Linked DNA regions of Gossypium hirsutum: region 2 is linked to region 1. Evidence: chromatin contacts called from public Hi-C data. All regions are on one chromosome and are shown on one strand. Each heading gives the region's core, a stretch centred on a gene start, on an enhancer-like site or on the middle of the called end of the contact. The rest is flanking DNA. Distances are from core to core; before and after follow the strand shown. Region 1 has its middle 24 kb from the start of LOC121212474. Region 2 has its middle 23 kb from the start of LOC107898051.

What was found. Hi-C and Micro-C count contacts between places; a contact is called where the count stands out from the background.
Region 2: a Hi-C map of leaf shows a contact between it and region 1, with 1.6 times the contacts expected there. The contact joins two enhancer-like sites. A contact is called at or near these places in 2 of 34 Hi-C or Micro-C datasets (both in leaf).

The regions. Positions count from the first base shown.
Region 1 is chrA13:93,392,764-93,399,270 of Gossypium_hirsutum_v2.1, forward strand. No RefSeq gene overlaps it. Among protein-coding and RNA genes, the nearest start is that of LOC121212474, 24 kb to the right of the region's middle. Within about 2 kb of position 3,833, at least 9 of the 9 cell types and tissues checked have an H3K27ac peak or open chromatin away from gene starts, as enhancers often do. A contact at or near this core is called in leaf, where this site is marked.
Region 2 is chrA13:93,492,942-93,499,448 of Gossypium_hirsutum_v2.1, forward strand. It overlaps the pseudogene LOC107898599 and the pseudogene LOC107898597. Among protein-coding and RNA genes, the nearest start is that of LOC107898051, 23 kb to the right of the region's middle. Within about 2 kb of position 3,325, at least 6 of the 9 cell types and tissues checked have an H3K27ac peak or open chromatin away from gene starts, as enhancers often do. A contact at or near this core is called in leaf, where this site is marked.

The DNA.
Region 1 (6,507 bases), core at 2,583-5,082:
TTATTTCTTGCTATATTTGTTTCGTCTCTGCTGTTTCTTTCTCTTTTTACAGGTAACAGCGAGAAATCTGGTAGTGAATGTTCTGGCGTCGATTCGTGCGCCAATTACGGCGTGATATGGAGCCAGAGACACGGCGCCGATGAAGCCCACTGGAACGGTACGAGACGAAAGGGCGTGACGCTTGGGGTACTTGCGGCGTGAAGTTTCTGGAAACCCTAGGGTTTCCAGATTCGATTTAGGCATTGGTTCTCGCTAGTTTGGGTCTGGTTTGGGTATTTCGGCTATTGGGTTTTAGGTGTAACCGAGTATAGGGTTAATGGGTCCTGTGGGCTATGTAAATGGGCTAACAAATTTGGGTTTTGTAAATGGACTGTAAAACTTTTATTAATTTATTTAATTTTTGTTTTTTCTTTTATTTAGTTTTTTTATGGGCCCGGGAAAATTTGGGCTATTACACTGGAAACTCATCCTTCACTTGATACTTTGACTTTAACATATGAACCCAAAATGCTTCCTTGTCCGACACCAGTTTGAATCCCAGTTTAATTAAAAAGGATAAATTCTTATCGCGAAGTTTCCTTAGCCCTAAGCCTCCACACATTTTTGGTTGGCAGATAGACTCCCAACCAATCAGAGACATCTTTCTTTTCCTTTCAGAAGACCCCCAAATGAAATGTTTGACCAGACTTTCGATCTCATCGTGAGTTTTCCTAGGAATCATCATGGTTTGCATAAAGTAGCTAGGTATAGATAAAATGGACAGATTGTGCTAAATTAACATGCCCAGCTACCGAGAGCTTTTTGGCTTCCCAGTTTTGAAGTTTACTACAAACTTTCTCCACTACAAACTGAAGAGTACTGCTGGTAACCCTTTGATGAAAGAGAGGAACTCTAAGATAATGACCAAGATTATGGGCCTGCTGAAATCCAAATCTATTACTAATCATATTCACCGTAATTTCATCTACTCCTTTTGAGAAAAAGATGTTGGTCTTCCTCGCATTAACTTTATGCCCAGACAGCGCACAGAAATCATCCAGGATGGATTTTAAAACTTCACTATACCTTGAGTCAGCTTTACTAAATATAACCAAGCCATCTGTAAAAAATAAATGCGAGATAGTAGGCCCATTTCAAGATAAATGAATAGGGTTCCATTTACCTTCCGAAATAGCAAACTGAATTAAGTGGCCAAGCCACTCCATACAAAGAACAAAAAGGTAAGGGGAAAGAGGGCACCCTTGCTGGATTCCTCTTACGAGTCTGAATTTAGATAAAGGAACACCATTCCACATGACCTGAATAGAAGCATTAGAGATACAAGGCATAATAACATTGATAAGATAATCAGGGATACCTGCCGCTCAAAGGGAAGCTTCAATGAATTCTCATTTGACTCGTCATAAGCCTTTTCCAAGTTAATTTTAATAGCCATCCATTTACGATTCTTTTGACTCCTCATGTTATGGATCACCTCTTGAGAATAATAATATTCTCATTAATGTTCCTTCCAGCAATAAAACTAGCTTGTTCTGGAGCAATGATTTTAGGGAAAATAAGCTTGAATCGATTCGCGATAACCTTCATCGTTAACTTATAGAGAACAGAACACAGCTAATAGACCGAAAATGACTAAAATTTTTTGGATTCTGAATCTTTGGAATAAGAACAATAAGAGTATTATTTAGATCAGAATCAATAGGATTTCCATCAAAAACCTTCCGAACCCAATCACAAACCACTCTCCTAAAATGTCCTACTACTTCTGGAAAAACAACACATGAAAACCATCGCTGCTTTGGGCTTTCAACAGAGCCATATCAAGCATAGCCTTCTTAATCTCCTCATTTGTCACTAGCCTTTCCAAAAAATTGATACCAGCTGGATCAAGTTGAGGAAAACCGCTCTAAGGCAAATTTCCCATAGGTGCAGGAATATCTCTATACAGTTTTTGAAAAAACTTGTTAGCTTCATCTTTAATATCCTCAGATTCATAAATCCAATTACCATAAGAGTTTCGAATAGTAGTAATACGATTGTTTTTCCTCCTTATCAAAGTACAGGTACAAAAAAATTTCGTATTTCGGTCTCCAAATTTTAGCCAATCACATCTCGCTTTTTACTTCCACAGAAGTTCTTCATGATGCAAAACACCCTCGAGTTCTTGTCAGAGATACAAATCCACTTGATCAAGATGATGAGATCTAGAGAAATCTCTTAGCTTCTAAATATTAGCAATCCTTTTGAAAAGATCTTTCTTCCTAGCAAAGAGTTTACCATAAACATGTCTATTCCAATCCTTAAGATCTAAGGTGATCTTTCCAAGAGATTCAGACATATTACCAGAATAATCCCATTTTTCTTTTAAAAAGCTATCAAAATCTGGATGCTCAATCCAACCAATCAAAAACCTAAAGGGCCTTCCCCTAGGGAGGGAAATATTCGGATTCAAAGAAATGAGGAGGGGATGGTGATTTGACTTAATCTTAGGAAGATGTGTCACCATACAGTTAGGAAAATTTTGAAGCCAGATTTCATTAGCCAAAGCACGGTCAAGCCTTTCAAACAAAGCTCCCCTATGTTAGGTGAAAGGAGGCCCCCTGAAGCCCAAGTCATAAAGCTCAGCTAAATCAACAAAATTACCAAAATGAGGGCATCTCTTACCCCTAGATAGACTCCCAGATTTCTCAGAAGTGGAGAGAATTGCGTTGAAATCTCCGACAGCAATCCAAGGGCTCTGACCTAAAGGAATGGACTTTCTTAACTCGCTCCAGAGAAATTGACGCCTTTGTCTATTGGGACTGCCATAAACAAAAGCGATGAAAATAGGAAATGGCAAGGATAAGGACCAAACCCGAGATAGAATAAATTACGGGTGACTGTGGATCACTTCAAGACGGATAGAATCCTTTCATCCTATCCAAATGCCCCCTGAGTAGCCAATTGCTTCCGCGTGGTGGGAATACTAAAACCCCAACTTGGCAATTATACTGCCAGCCTTGGTTCCACTAACTCTTGGTTCAAGCAAGCTTATAATATCCGGTTTATACTCCGTGTTATATTCCCGAAAAATGTGGGGGAATTTAACATTTGCACAACCCTGACAATTCTATGAAAAGATAGATATATTCATTAGAAAAAAATTAGGAAAGATTAGGGAAACATGCCTTATCATTCAAGGCCGGTGTTATTATCTGACATGGTCCCTGTACCATTAGCCTCAGCATTCGATGCCTCATTAAAAATTTGAGATGATAATAATTCTGCCATAGACTCCATAGTTTCAGCTAAGGGAACACGCAAGCTTCCAGAAGAGTTAAAGAGGTTCTCTCGACCTCGTAGAGCAAAATAAGTTCTTCGAGTGCTTCGATTCCCCTTGTTATTCCCCTTGCCTCTTCGATTTTTGGAAACATTTGAATTCGGCTCCAGGTTTGAATCCAAAATCTCTATCGTCCTCGAATCCGAATTATCCTATTGAGTTAAAAATTTATTAAAACTAACAGCAGAGTGCTTACCTGGGTCGAGGGTATTGTCTGAAATAGGAACAATAAATCCCTCAGATTCATCAAAAACAGGATTATAGTGCAGTTTTATTTTTTCTAAAATTTCAGCTTCGTTATTTCCTTGGGTTGTAACCTCCAGAGATCCTTGGTTAGAAGCACCATCCAAATAAATTGATTTTGGATTAACCTTCTACTGGCCTGTCGAAATAGAGATAGTTGAGTTAGAATTGGTAGAATTAATAATAGGTCCCCCCATTATTTCCCACTGCCCCATTCAGCCCCATAGGCCTTTTCCCTAAGCTTTTGTCAAGATAAGTTTTAGAATTTTGGCCTAGTGACTCCTTTTCCTTATTGGCTGAATTTCTACTTAGATTAGACCTTTTAGAAAGGCCCATCCCCTTGTTCAAACTTTGGCCTGATTTCTCCATCGAATTACCAGCCCTATTAAAATCTCTAACATTCCTATTTATTGTCCTATCAGCCACTTTATCCCCTTTTCCACTTTTTAAAAACCCTCCATTCACCAGCGCCAAATCAACCCCCAAGTCTTCCTCCCCTAAAAGCGCCGAAAACCTAGATCCAGTTTCCTTCTTTTCATAAGTCACCGGATTTTCCTTGTTAGACTCACGCTTTTCTCACTGTGAAGGTCTCCTCTCCACCACCATCCATGGCTCAAAATCTGGCCCTTTCACTTTGCCATCTGAACCGGAATTTCCTCCATTCGAGCTCTCATACGGAAGAGATCCCTCCCTAACCATCGGCATATCCTGAGAAGCCTCCGTTAATTTTTCCACATCTGAGGAGTTCTGATTCAACACAACTGAGGTACACATTTCTTTGACATGACCATATTTGCCACACTCAAAACAAACGGTCAGTAAAGCCTCATATTCAACTCGTTGAATAAGGCTGGCAATTAAAACTTGTGAGGTCAATGGTCTATCCAGGTTAATGTAGACGGCTAATCTTGCATATCGCCCCCTGATTTGGTTGTCCGTCTGAGTATCCAGCTTGACGACTTTCCCAATGAGGCCCCCAATTACCTCAATAATCTTCCTTTTATCCAGATGTCCCGGTAGATTTGGCAGGCGAATCCAAGTCAAGACTACACTCGGTTAAGGTTGCAAAGGATTGAAATATCTAGACCAGGGTTGCACGGTCAGATACTAGCCGTAAACTGTCCATGGACCCTGAGACAATGCCTTGTTATAATCACCTGTATCTTGAAATTTCACCAAAAAGTACCCGTTAGCGATATCCATTAAACGAATAGAATGAATTGGTTTCCAAAGAAAAAGAATACGATTATAAAGAGCATTGTATCCAATGTTTCTCCCTAAAAGTTTGACGATAACCATCAGTTCCATTTCTTTGAAAAAGATCTCCTTGATCCGGCTCAAAAATTCAATAGCAGGAATCCCATCAATGATGGAAGTATTAACATCTCCTTCCAATAATTCGAAATCATTGTCATTCCCCTCAGTCGTCATGACACGATCTGAAGTAGGCGCATCAACATGATTCCCCAGAAGTTTGTCTTTCCATGAAATAATCTGTTGTGGTTCAGGATCCACAGCCATAGAGATGTCTTCTTCAACCACAGAATCTTTAAATCTCACTTTTTTTGTGTTACGACCACCGTCGGGATGAGGATCTCCCTCCCCATCATTACCGGAAAGTTGGGAACTTGAGAGCATATTTCAACTATTTTTTGCATAAACAAATTTGCAAAAGTTTGCTTTTGAGATTATTAAAAAAAATATCTTAGTTTTAATTATATATAATTGCAACAAAAATTAAATGATAACTACTTTCAAATAATATCTAGTAATTATTTAATTAATATAAAAATATTATTGATATGATATTATTGAATGCTACTTATAATAATAAATCTTAATTTTAATTGATAAATAACCATAACACTAACTAATAATAATTAATTTAAAATAATATCTAGTAATACTCGAAAAAATCATAACGATATATAATTGTAACACTAATTAAATGATAATTATTTTAAAATAATATATAATAATAAATTCATTAAAATAATCAATCGTATAATTCAAATGAATACAAATTATATTATAAAAATAATTTTTTTCAATGTCAATACAATAATATGATCAACAATAAAGAGTATTCTTGTCGATTCAAAAGTTTCTATAAATTTGTACTTTTATATTACTAGTTTCTAGTGGTACATGTGTTACATGTGATTTTACGTATCTGATTTTTAATTAATTTTTAAATAATATATTTTAATTATTTTAATTAATTTTAATTAATTATTTTAATTATTAAATATAATAAAAATATATTAAATTATTTAACAATTTAAATATAATAAAAATAAATTTTCAAAACGATATTAAAATGTTGATGTAACCCTCCAAATTTCTTTTAGAAAAATTTCTTTTAAAAAAAAAAGAAGATAGAAAATCTGTTGATTAATAAAAGGTTAGTGGAGAGTTGTGATAGTAGTGGATTTTATGTATATTTTGTTTTTATTTTATTTTGATTTTATCTAAAAGTAATAATAAAAAGATTTCGTTTCCCCCACTTTTGATTTTTTTTTCCATTTGTTTCTAAATTTCGGCCCTTCCAGTAAGGAAAAAAAAATGAACTTCCATATTCTGTTTCGTCCTTTTCTTCTTTTTCTTTTATCTTTGCCATTGTTTCATTCGGCTTTTGGGTTTTGTTCCTTTGATTTAATTGTTTCTTGTGTGTTGGTGGTGGTTTAATTTAAATTTTCGGGTATTGAAGGGTAAGTGTTTTTATAGAATTTGTTCTTTTTAAGGGTTGTGTTTATAGGTTGATTGTTTCTTCTTTAAGCTTAGGTTAACCTCGTGAAATTTGTGTTGTTAGGTGATAATCAAGGAATTCGGAATTCTCATTTTGTGAGTTAGTTATCTTAAAGGTTGCAATAGACGTTATGTAAGTTTCTGTCACATCTTGAAAACTAAGTTAGAAGAAATTAAATTGTGAATTATATTAAAGT
Region 2 (6,507 bases), core at 2,075-4,574, 100 kb after region 1:
GTGTTGACAACTTCCCACAGATCAAAGGCCTGTAGGTAAGTCCTCATCTTGACAACCCATATGTGGAACCCCTCACCATTAAAAACTGGTGGTGCTGCAGGAGAAAAACCTGATGAAGCCATTTAATTTTCAGCAACAGGTCCTCTAAGATGAAAGCTCTTGATACCAATTGTTGGAGTTTGAGAGTACTTTAACCGGGTAAAGTAAAAGTTGCAAACAGAGCACCGGCAGCAACGTATTATACCCGGATAAAATATGAAGGAAAAATGCTTGGAGTTCAAGCTTTTAGCTACTGTCAACAATGAAGAACAGAACTTAGAAGTTTTTAGAAGGCAAAGAAAGATGGAGCATATGGAAGAAAATCTGATGATTTCATTCATTTGAAACATTGGCTTAAAGCCATTACATATACCAGTTATTTGGCTGGTCAAAAGATTAACAAATCCTTTACCTAAACACTACCTAACTCCACTAGTTACATAGGGACTAGGTGATTTTGCTTGCAAACATAAACAAAGCTGGCGATCAGCTCTATCACCATCAAATTACATCAAACATAAACTAAACTAAGTTCAAAATGAACTAGATTACAAAAGCATAGTTAAACGGTAACAAAATGTAACTGAGACGGAAAAGAAGCATCAACCCCTTCAGTTGCATGTATTTTACCCGGGTAACTTGTGTGTATGAATTCTTGCACATACTTTACCCGGATAACATAAGTGCATTAATTTTCACGTGCTTGAATCTGCATGGGCTGCATGGGAACTAACTTTAACAGTAATAGAAACTAATAGGCCGGACCGATCTTGGCCATTTTGTGGAGAAGTTCATATTCATGATCTGCAGGTAATGCAGTTGAATGAGGTTTATGACTCTAATTTGATGTATTATTTTTGAAGTAACTGATGATGATCTATGTAGGTGAGGTACGCCTCGCACATGCCACTTGTCTTACGAGGTCTGACATGCACATTTCCTGGAGGTTTGAAAACCGGCATTGTAGGGCGAACAGGCAGTGGCAAAACAACTCTCATACAAACACTGTTCTGAATTGTTGAACCTGCAGCAGGCCAGATTATAATTGATGGTGTCAGTATCTCATCAATTGGACTGCAAGATTTGCGGTTAAGACTCAGCATCATTCCTCAGGATCCTACCATGTTTGAAGGGACTGTACGAAGCAATTTGGACCCTCTCAAAGAGTACACAGATGAACAGATTTGGGAGGTGGGTTCATATCATTTTTATTCGTACCATTTCCTTTCTAATGAATGCAATCTTTTATGATTAGTATTTGAATCCTGACATGTATCAATGGTGCCTTAAGGTGTTGGATAAGTGCCAACTAGAGTCTTCAGGTCCGATATCCTATAACATAACATACAAATTGGTTGTTTTTGCTTTTGAATGTCATACAAATTGTTTAAGATCTACTTGATTTGAGTTTTTGAATGACAGTATTATGATTTGATAACATTGCTTCAACAGTTAGCGAGAATGGAGAGAATTGGAGTATGGGGCAAAGGCAGCTGGTTTGCCTCGGGCGTGTACTGCTCAAGAAAAGTAAGATCTTAGTACTTGATGAAGCAACGGCATCGGTTGATACAGCTACTGATAATCTGATCCAGACAACCTTAAGGGAGCACTTCTGTGACTGTACGGTCATAACAATTGCCCACCGAATAACTTCGGTTGTTGATAGTGATATGGTTCTACTTCTAAGTCAGGGTTAGTATTGCAGTAAATTATGATTTGCTTGCAACACTCTTTGAAGTTGCACTCCATTTAAAACTTGTAGAATTGTTGCAGGAGTTATTGAAGAATACGATTCCCTGGCTAGATTGCTAGAGAACAAGTCATCATCTTTTGCACAGCTTGTAGCGGAGTACAGTATAAGATCAAAATGAAGTTGACTGGTCTAGATGGTGGAAAAAATCAGGTGTTAATTTTACATCTTCATGTAGAAGAGTCCAAGTGCTCATTAGGGCGAAAGCAACGCAGGATGTTTTGTACAAAACAATCCTTTCTTTTTTGCTTCCATAAACAGTTGTAGAAAATAATAAAGCATTGAGTCTTGTACGTTGTCAAAGACAGAGTTTCATGGAACGAAGTTAAAAGTGTTAGGAATCTAATAATGTTGTATAATCTCTTTTCATTTATAAAAGCTGTTTAAATATATATATATTTTAAATTTATTTAGGTAGACAAATCTTATTTAGTTAGATAAGTTTTATTAATATTTTAGAAATATTTTATTTTATCTTTTAGTAGTTTATTAGGATAAGGGATTAATAGTTTATTAAAATAACAGAATTATTTTCCCAATTATAAGTTTTATGCGGATTCACATTTCTTTCTCCAAATCTGTGATCTACATATTCTCTTGTTTAAAGCAAGATCTCCTTCTACGAAGTCAAAAGCATGCATGGGTGTAAAAGTTTCCTTCCCAGATAATGCATAAAAAAAGACAAAAAGGTATCTTATTTTAGATGATTCTTTATTTAAAGAAAAATCTCACTCAATCAAAATCTTAGCTTCACCCCGAGATATAAAAATATTCAGGGTCCTTTCCGACTGCATCAAGTAAGATTCCTTATTTTTTTATTATTTTTTGTTGTTGTTTGTTTGGACAAGTGATGAATTTTATCATCCAAAAAGAAGCATAATTCAGCTACAAAGTACATAAAAAAACCAACCAAAACAAATGAACAGATGAATAACTACCCCAAACATTATACGATCCCAGTCCCTACAAAGTTGAAAATTAACAGTATCAATCCTATCCTATTAATCAATTTCCCCCCTAAGTTGGAACCTTAGAATATCCTCTACATGCTGCAACATAAATTTGAACCTAGGAATTCACCAATTATCATGGATGTTTAGCAACGATCTCACAGGTGGTGAATAACCAAATTCCAATTTGGAAATGAATCTTTAGGATGCTTTCCTTTGACAAACTTACTTCTTCCTAGTGCACTGGACTGGTTACCAGGCATCCAAAATTGATGTCTTGCCGCCGATGTTTGAGCTATCCAAAATTTAAAAACAGTCCAAAATGCTTGAGGAAGAACATATCAAGTTGCCAACTTGGCTTACTCTTGAACTATGTTGAAAAACTTTATGCATAGTTACAAATTCTAGTTTTGGTTACTTGGCACTTGCTTCTTTGACTCACCATTATCCATTAGTACAACTGTTTTATATTCTCAGTTGTTCATATTAAAATTAATGTCATTTTCATATTCTATTCATGGTTTAATTTAATTGGATTGGAGTTCTGGATATTGCCAAATTCAAGCCATGTATGGTTTTCTACCACATATTTTCTGAAGTAGATAGAAAGCAGAGACTGGTAACTAAACTTCGGTTAGTATAGGGAGAGAGTTGTAATTGTAAAATCAATGGGGATTTTTTTTTTTTGGGGGGGGGTAAGTTTTGTGATTTTGCTTCACTCCTGCACTTACTGCAAGCAAAATCTTCCCTTTCACCAAAACCAAGCCTTCTCTGAAAGACCCCTTCTTAGAGTGATGAAGGGCCCACCCTTCCATGGGAATCCTCTTCATCCCAATAGAACACCTGAGAGTCCCTTTCTTTTTCTTTCTACTTCCATTCTTTGTTTAAACAAAATTTGATCCTTTTTTGGTTTAGAATATTATCTTATTCTTATTGATGGAAATGGCACTTGAATCTTTTTTTCTGAGCCAACCCAGTTTTATTTCTTCAACAAAGTCCTCACCTTTCAAGTTTTTTAATCGAAATTTGAAGTTCCCATCAAAGTTTTTATCCAAAATAAAGAATTGCCCAACTCCTCAATTCTCCAGCTTTCCCAATCCCCGAGTTTTCAAGTCCTTTGGATTGCCAAAAACCGGTTCTTCTGGAGATCAAACACATTTGGGGTTGTCAAGTGAAGAAAATGAACAGAAGTTGAGTTGGCTGAGAAAGGGAATTTTGGGGGCAATGGTTTGTGGTATTTTAATCCTTGGATGCAAAAGGGTGTTTGCTGTAGAAGAAGTGGTTAATGCTGGTTATGTGGTGATTGGGAAGTCCATGTTGCTGTTGAGAAATGCTTGGCCTAAGGCATCTATGATTCTGAAAGTATTCAAGGAGCAAGGTGTGGTTTTGACACTGCTTTTAGGTCTGTCTGCCTTCTTCTCAATGGCTGAGACTGCTATAACTACATTATGGCCCTGGAAGGTATTTATTTCTTTGACCCTGGATTTAATAGCTTTATACTTATTGAATGCATATTTCTGGTGAGTAATGCGGTTTCAGATTGTTGCAAGTTGGAAAGAATCTAGATGCTTCAGTCAATTTTACTGCTATCTTTTGAATATTTTCCCTTTCCTGATTGTTGTTTGATTTTCTTTGGTGACTTTTTGAATTTGGCTCAAGTTGATATAAATCAATTTTTGATTTGCTATGTCAGCTTTCCATATAAATTCCATATCGTATTATTATGGTGAATTGAGCTTCTTTAGTGATATTCATCTCTTCAAGATAGAATACAGGAAAACATTCGGAGTGTAAAGGGAGAAGAAAGGAGAGGCGGAGAGAGAACAAAGACAAGCAACTTTTTTTTTATAATCCATAGGAACAACATAAGGGCATCAGATAAATATTTTGAAAAATAGATTGCACTTTAATTTTTTAGTTAGAGAGGGCTGAAGTAGAAAATATCTGATGCAAGTTTTCTTCTTTGTATACTGGTTGTTTCTAGTTTGTCAGGTCATCAAGCCTTTAAGAAATCTATCATCCATTGATAATCTGATGTTAATCTGTCTCAGATACGTGAGCTGGCGGAAAAAGAGTCCGAAGATGGTGTGTTCAAAATGCTTCGTAGTGATGTAACTCGGTTTCTCACTACCATTCTTATAGGCACCACGTACTCCTCTTTCCTTACCATCACCTTGATATTTTCCGCTTCCATTTCTTTTCAGCTTAAGCTTCAAAGCATTTCTTATTGTAGATTGTGTTTATGTACTCAGTGCGTCCAATATTGGAGCAACCGCTTTAGTCACAGATGCTGCAACTGAAATATTTGGAGAAGCTGGTGTTAGTGCTGCAACTGGAGTAATGACTGTATGTTTCAGTATCCTGTTCTTTGATTTATTTTCATGTGTGTGTGCGGGTGGCATGCCTGCAAATCTTTGTTTCTATCTCATATCATGAATTTATGCTAAGTCAGTAAAAAAAATTACTCAGTTAACTTGTGGTTTGTTGCAAAATGACCATCCATGCAAACTGCGAATTGTGAGCTCACTAAAAAATGCGAGCTCACCCAACTTGAGAGCTTACCTGCGAGCTCTTCACACGGCAAGTTACTAGCTTGCACTGAAACAATAATAACTTTTTGATTAGACATTGTGGCAGTTGATTAGACTGAAATCAACCATGAAAAAGAAGTTTATATGAATCTAGTCACTAGATTAAGCTAAGTTGTAATTATTGTATTATTATTTTTTAGCTTATTTAAGCTTTCTTATTCCTGTAAACATTGCAATCAGTTTATAATAAAACAATAGCTAACAAGTTGATTCTTCTTAAAAAGAAATTATTCTTTTTGCCTCTGTTCCAATCTTTCCTTCATCAAATATCCAACAATTGGTATCAAGAATCACTTATCTTTGAGGGCTTATTTTCATAAAAATGTCTTCAGCAAACTTTACACCACCACCACCCCCTTATATTTACAGGAGAAAACTATCACATCTGGGTAGTAAAAATGAAAACCTATCTTCAAGCCTTTGATCTTTGGGAAGTCGCAAATGCTGAAATAAAACCACCAGTGTTGAGGCCAAATCTCAGACTTGCTCAAATGAAACAACACAGTGAGGAATGTGCCAAAAAACACAAGGCGATGTCTTGCCTATAAAACTGTGTTTCAGACGTGATAAGTTCAAGGAGGAGTTCCAAGGATCACAGAAGATAAAGCAGCAGCAGATGATCAATCTCAGACGAAATTTTGAAAACCTCAAGATGAAGGAAGCTGATACTGTGAAGCAATATGCGGATCGAATCATGGTAGTGGTGAACCAGATAAGACTAGTAGGTATTCAATTTTCGAATAGTTGAGAAGGTGATTATCACACTTTCTGAGAGATACGTATCAAATATATCCTCACTACAAGATTCAAGGGATCTATCAACGATCTTACTCTCAGAGGCAACCAATGCCCTAAATGCTATAAAACAAAGAAGGGCAAGCAGAGAAGAAGGACATGATGAAGGAGCTTTTCAAGCCAAAAATAGAGATGTGAGCTCCTTAAGTCAAAAAGATAAAAAGAGCTGGTTAGATAAGAAGGAGAAATCAAAGAAAGAAGGTGGAAAGAAAAAATATCCACCATGCTCACACTGCAAAAAGTTGGGGCATCCTGAGAAGTTTTACTGGTTCAGGCCTAACACTCAATGCAAAAATTGTAAACAATTTGACCATATAGAGAAAGTATGTAAAAAAAAGGGCATACTCAACAACAAAATGCTGAGGCACAGACAGCAGAAGTA